Linked DNA regions of Hordeum vulgare: region 2 is linked to region 1. A link is a contact called in public Hi-C data. All regions are on one chromosome and are shown on one strand. Each heading gives the region's core, a stretch centred on a gene start, on an enhancer-like site or on the middle of the called end of the contact. The rest is flanking DNA. Distances are from core to core; before and after follow the strand shown.

Region 1 (2,720 bases), core at 32-2,531:
TAAAAATGGTCCAACCTGTAATTTTTTTAAGGGGCACAGAAAAGCCACACCCAAAACCCTTATTTTTGAAGGTTGTAAGGCCGATTCTAGGGGGGGCGTATACCGTTCAAACCTCATCGGAGCAAACATGCCGCCCCGGAGTTTGCCGGAATTCGCCCTAAACTCGCTGGAATTCATCACCGTACGTCGGAAAAGGTCGTTGAATGCCGCAATCGATCGCCACCGGTTTGAATTGGATGAGCTCGACCTCGCCATGGCCTCCCATGACCTCAGCCTGGCCGCTGGAATTCTCCTAGCGTGGCAGGCAAAGGAGCACGACTAGGCCGACGCGTCTGGCAACAGAGCAAGGCGTTGACGACGGAGGCGACGAGGCATGGCCGACGGGCGACAACAAACCTGGCCAAACGGGTCGTGCCTGCCGGGCCGGCCCGACTGCCCGTAGGCCAGGCACGACATGAGCCGGGCCCGGCACAGGCTAATCGTGCTCGGGCCAGGCACGAGCACGCTGTGGGCCATGCCCGGGCTGCCACCCCGAGTCCGCGTGCCGGCACGGCCCGACACGATTAGGTGGCCATGAACGTGTTTTGTGCAGCAATGGGAGCGGCCGTGCGGCGGTGCGGGGCTTGCGGGCATGCAACGCGACGCGCTAACTGGCGCGAGCCGCGAGAGGCGGGAAAGGGCGGCCGCGAGGGGCGGGAAAGGGGGAGCGGGGGCGGGAAAGGCTGCGGGGGCGGGGGCAGGATTTGGACAGGATCTGGGCGGGAGAGGGGCTGGGATTTTTTTTTTAATAAAATCGGCCGGCGTGCCGCGGGCCGGCCCGATTAGGCCACGTGCCGTGCTTGGGCCTGGGAGGCCAGCATGCGGGCCGGCACGGCACGGCCCGTATATTAATCGGGCCTAGGACGGGCCGTGTCGGGCATGATTACGACGGGCTGGGCCGGGCCGTGCCGGCCCGTTTGGCCAGGTATGGGCGACAAGCCGTGGCTAGGCGCGGTCGGCGTGGTGATGGGGCGCGGTCGGCGGGCGACGGGCCGCATGTGACGGGGTTGGATGCGGCCGGCGTAGCCGATACGGTCGGGTGGAGAAAGGGACGGTGGCCGCCGGACCGAAGGATGAATCTCTTTATCGCAGTTTTACAGTTTTTATTCGAATGTAGTTAAAATAAATCATCAAAATGCATTTTTTTTATCCATATCTCAATTTTACGATTTGCGTTTTTACCGGATCTGCTAGACATCTCTGCGTGAGCCTGCGCTATGCCGAGTATCTGCCGCGTTGAGCGTCAGATAGGATTTACCCGAAGCGGCAGCTAGCGCATCGGGCAGACCGGCAGACGAACCCTAGCGATAGTGAGCACCACGGCGGCGTGCTCACCACTGGGGGCTCAACAGCTCGGCCTCGCTGCTTCGCCAGTTCGCCACGCCGCCGGCGCCACTTCGCCGTCCTACGCTCAACCTCGCTGCATCGCCACGCCTCGGCGCCGCTCCGCCGTCCGGCGAGCGGCCTGCTCAGCTCCTTGCCCGTCCGACGCCGTACCCACCGGCCCTCGCAGGTTTCAGCCTCCTGCTTCCCGGCGTTCTCCGTCCCCGCACAAGCACAACCTAGTAAAGCTTCAGGTAATTCCTGTACCTCAATTAGTTAATTATTAGGATGATGTCAAGGTTGAACGAGCCAATGAGTGGGATCTTCTTGCTGCGAATAGGTTTCTGAACAATGGAAATTCCATCGATATCATGTCTTACATGTATGTTTCATAAATTGATGTTGCTATTTCGCTTGACTTTTACATGTTTAGAGGAACTTACAATGTTGCTGACAACTGTAAAGCTGCTTAAGCTGTGCTAGTTAGTGCCAAGCTGCGATCTTGTGAAGTGGGCAAGTGGTATTGTGGTAATGCTCGTACTCCATGGCCATGGGAGGTTGTGACATACTGACGTTGTGTTCTTCTATTCTGTCTGTTATTACCGTTATCTGAACACTCATGGTGAGACATATTATGTTATGTTCTGTAGCCTTATATGGAATGCTAGACTGCTAGTGCTACGGTCCAAAGTTGACTTGTTCTTGACATCATAAGGTTTGCTCCCAGTGTCTAATTAGTTTGTGAAGTTTATCCATCCATGCCTTCATTAACATCTAGTTTTCTAGTGCTAATTAATTAGCAAGTAGGAGTACTATATGTCATATTGTCATGGCTAGTCTAATGCAAGTCCTGTTGTGACAATTGTATGGATTGGAAGTTCAGAACCTTCAGAGATAGATAGGACAGGAAGAAAACATTGTTCTCTCATTTTTAAATTTGCATCAACTTTGGTTAATTTGATATCTATCGAAGCCAAACCGAAATAGTTTCGTAACCAAAGCCAAACCGCATTTTAGTTTTATAGAAGTACCGTATTTACCCAAGTATGGATAGTGTACATACCAGAAAAGGGTATTTACCAAACCGAATGCATAGAGTTAATGGCGTGGTCTTTGGTGTCCCATTTGTCATGCTTGGAAGTTCTGAGTCGGTACAATTAGGTATATTAGTTAACTGATTAGATTTTTTAGGGATTGATCCGTAGTGGTGGCCATTGTGTTCATAATTGAGCTGCGCGGTAGGGAATGTGGTGGGTGGTTTGATCTGCTTAAATCGGGTTTTTTCACAGTTTATGTCACAAATAACTTATTTTTACAGATGTATATACACATATGTACTGACATTCTTGTCCATTAGT
Region 2 (2,700 bases), core at 157-2,656, 400 kb before region 1:
CTACTACTAGGAGTTATTGACAGAAGCATTTCTTATAGAGAAGAAACAGAAACCAGAGCCAAAAACGAGCAGCACACCCAACAACAACAACAAAAAAGTAACTTGCTTTGCTGTTCCCATCCGAGTTCATGGGAGGAACCAACCCTCTTCAGTCTTCAGTAACGGCCGCCGCCGCTGCCGACCATCTCGCTGTAGTGCTTCAGCGACTCCTGCCGCTGCAGCCGCATCTCCATGTTGAACTTGTTGATGAAGGCCTCCACGCGCCGGTTTAGCTCGTCCTGCCCCAGCGACGGCTCGCGGCGCACCTTCCTCTCGGGGTCGTTGAACGTCTCCGCCTTGCGCATCGTCGCCGCGGGGGGCGCCGCCTCCTCGCCGCCGCCGGACGGACGGCGGCCCGGGCGGGTGTCGAAGGTGTCCGACTTCTTGAGGTGCCGCGCCAGCGGCGGCGCTCGCCCCTCCGTGATGGCCTTCCACGTGCTCTCCAGAGTGTCCTCCCTCCGCGGCCGCGACACCCGCAACGCCCTGCTGCCTGCAACGACACGCCCAGTCGACATCAATACAAAATTTCTTCTCTTGCTGGAATTCCACGAAAGCGCTCGAGATTCGGCGAAATTCTGCTATTTGCATTTGCAGGCCAGAATAGTCGAGGAATTAAACAGCTCGGCGAATTGCTCAGAGTATCAGGCAGTCCGTTGTTGTTACCTTCTGGGCTGGGCTTGGGCGCCTTCCGGCCGAACCGCTCTGAGGACAGCGGCTTCTCCCTCTTGTTCGTCAGGTCCGCGAACGGTGCCACCTCAACCTCGGCCTTCGTAACCCTCCGCTGCGGCGTCCATGCAGATCTTGAAATCAGGAAGTCCTCACCCTCCTCCTCCATCTCCGGCGCCGGCACCGGCGCGGGGGGCGTCTTGACCACCGGCACGGCCTCCGGAACACGCGGCTCCGGATCGGGCGCCGCCATCACCACGGCCACAACAGGTACAGGCATGTCCATCGGCATCGCCAGAGCCGGCGCGGGTACCGGAAGCGGCTCCGTCCCCACAGCGGCGTGTGCGGTCGACGAACGGCTGGTCTGGAACCGCGAGGACGCGGCGATGGAGATGATGATGGCGTTGATGACGAGGTACAGGTAGGGCGGCGTGAGCCACGTGGCCGCCGCCGCCTGCGCGCGAGGGATCTCCTCCGCCACGAACCCCGCCGCCGCAGGCCCCACCAGCCTCACTCCGGCGGCCACCAGCATCGCCGCCGCGGCCGCCGCCCCGGCCTTCACCGTCCGCGCGCACCCCATCGCCTCCTCGCAGCCGCCACCTAAATCCTTCCGACCGTCCTCCTTCCTTCTCCCTCCACTCACCGTGACCGTGCGTGCGGTGCGTCTGTGCGAGCGAAATGAATGGAAGCGAGCAAGCGGAGGTGGGCGCACCGGGGCGGGCGGTGATTTATAGCGGAGCACATGCCGAATATCGAGTATCCGTGCGCGCGGGCCGCGCGGGGGGTGACGGTGAGATGCCAGCCGTCGGATGAGGGCTTTGGACGGCGGGGGATGCACGGGAGAGGCTCGCCGCACGTTTTTCCGTTGCACGGGACGGAAAGGTCTGGGTCATCATGAGTAGTACTGTAGTAGTGTGGCCCGTGTGACCGCGGGGTCTTTGGCCGGTGGAGACGAGTGGACGTCGACCTTCCCCGATTACTATTATTACTGTGCTCATGCTTAATCTAACTGTTTGTTGTTCACCTGCTGATTAAGAAATCCCGTATCTTCATCCGCAAAAAAAAAATCCCATATCTTAATCAACTCTGTTCCTGTAGTAGATACACCAGTAACAGTGTTGATATCGTGACATGTTTTCGCGCCCGCGTAAAATGCTAGCATTTTTGCACGGTAGTAGTACAAAGTTGAGACACTTATTTTGGGACGAAGGGAGTAGTATCTTCTAGGCAACTGCACAATCATGTCATGTGGGTTCATTGATACAGCCTGGATAGAGATGGTAAAGGCTGAAGTGATCGGAGTAGTAGATGAATTAATACATGATGATGATGATGACTGTTGAGAGGGGCTTCCATCTTCAAACGGTCGGGAAACTAGCCGTTGGACGCGGACGCGGGGGGCCCGCTGGGCAGTCGGCCCGTTTACGTGGGCCCGGGGGTCTCCGGGTCCCAGCCACGCGGGCTGGTCCGTCGCGCCGAACCGCGTCCGCTGCCGTTTTAGCCTGAGCAAATGGTCCAGCTCAGATGACATCACGGACGCCACCGCCACAGCCACCGCACCGCGTGCTCATCGGCGGCAGCTCCGTCGCTTGCTCTCGTGTCTATCTTGTCTTCTCTTTCCCCGTGCACTGCACCGGTTCTAGCCTCTTCCTTCCTCACACACATCGAGCTGCATGTTTATAAGCTACGTACGTACTCATGACGTCCTACAAAGTGTAGTGTAGTGTACGTAGAGTACAACACCAACTACTACTGCTACTACTCTACCCAGGATGATTCTGACAGTAAATATTTACCTAATCTGCATCCAAATTATATTACTACTGCTTCTGCTCCGTTCTCTTTTTGACTCCATACTCTACTACCGGAGTTAGTTAATCTAGTATGCTACCAAGTAGTGATGACTCGACGCACAGGTTGACACGGTCGCGGTCACAGCGCACGGCAACTCGTGCGCTTTTGCGCTGCCACCTCCGAACGCGCGATTCAAGAAGC

Evidence for each region. A called contact is a pair of places that touch in the nucleus more often than the background predicts.
Region 2: a contact with region 1 is called in a Hi-C map of seedling, with 2.3 times the contacts expected there. The contact joins the promoter of LOC123425689 here to the promoter of LOC123425688 in region 1. A contact is called at or near these places in 2 of 6 Hi-C or Micro-C datasets (leaf and seedling) and 1 of 1 datasets of contacts at active chromatin or transcription factors (embryo).

What each region holds. Positions count from the first base shown.
Region 1 is chr2H:165,480,100-165,482,819 of MorexV3_pseudomolecules_assembly, reverse strand. It overlaps LOC123425688 (protein FAR1-RELATED SEQUENCE 5-like), which reads left to right and starts at 1,281. Exons shown (of 5, transcript XM_045109397.1): 1 at 1,281-1,616.
Region 2 is chr2H:165,879,865-165,882,564 of MorexV3_pseudomolecules_assembly, reverse strand. LOC123425689 reads right to left here and starts at 1,406. Exons shown (of 2, transcript XM_045109398.1): 1 at 703-1,406; 2 at 1-529. The coding sequence starts at 1,285. The coding sequence ends at 156.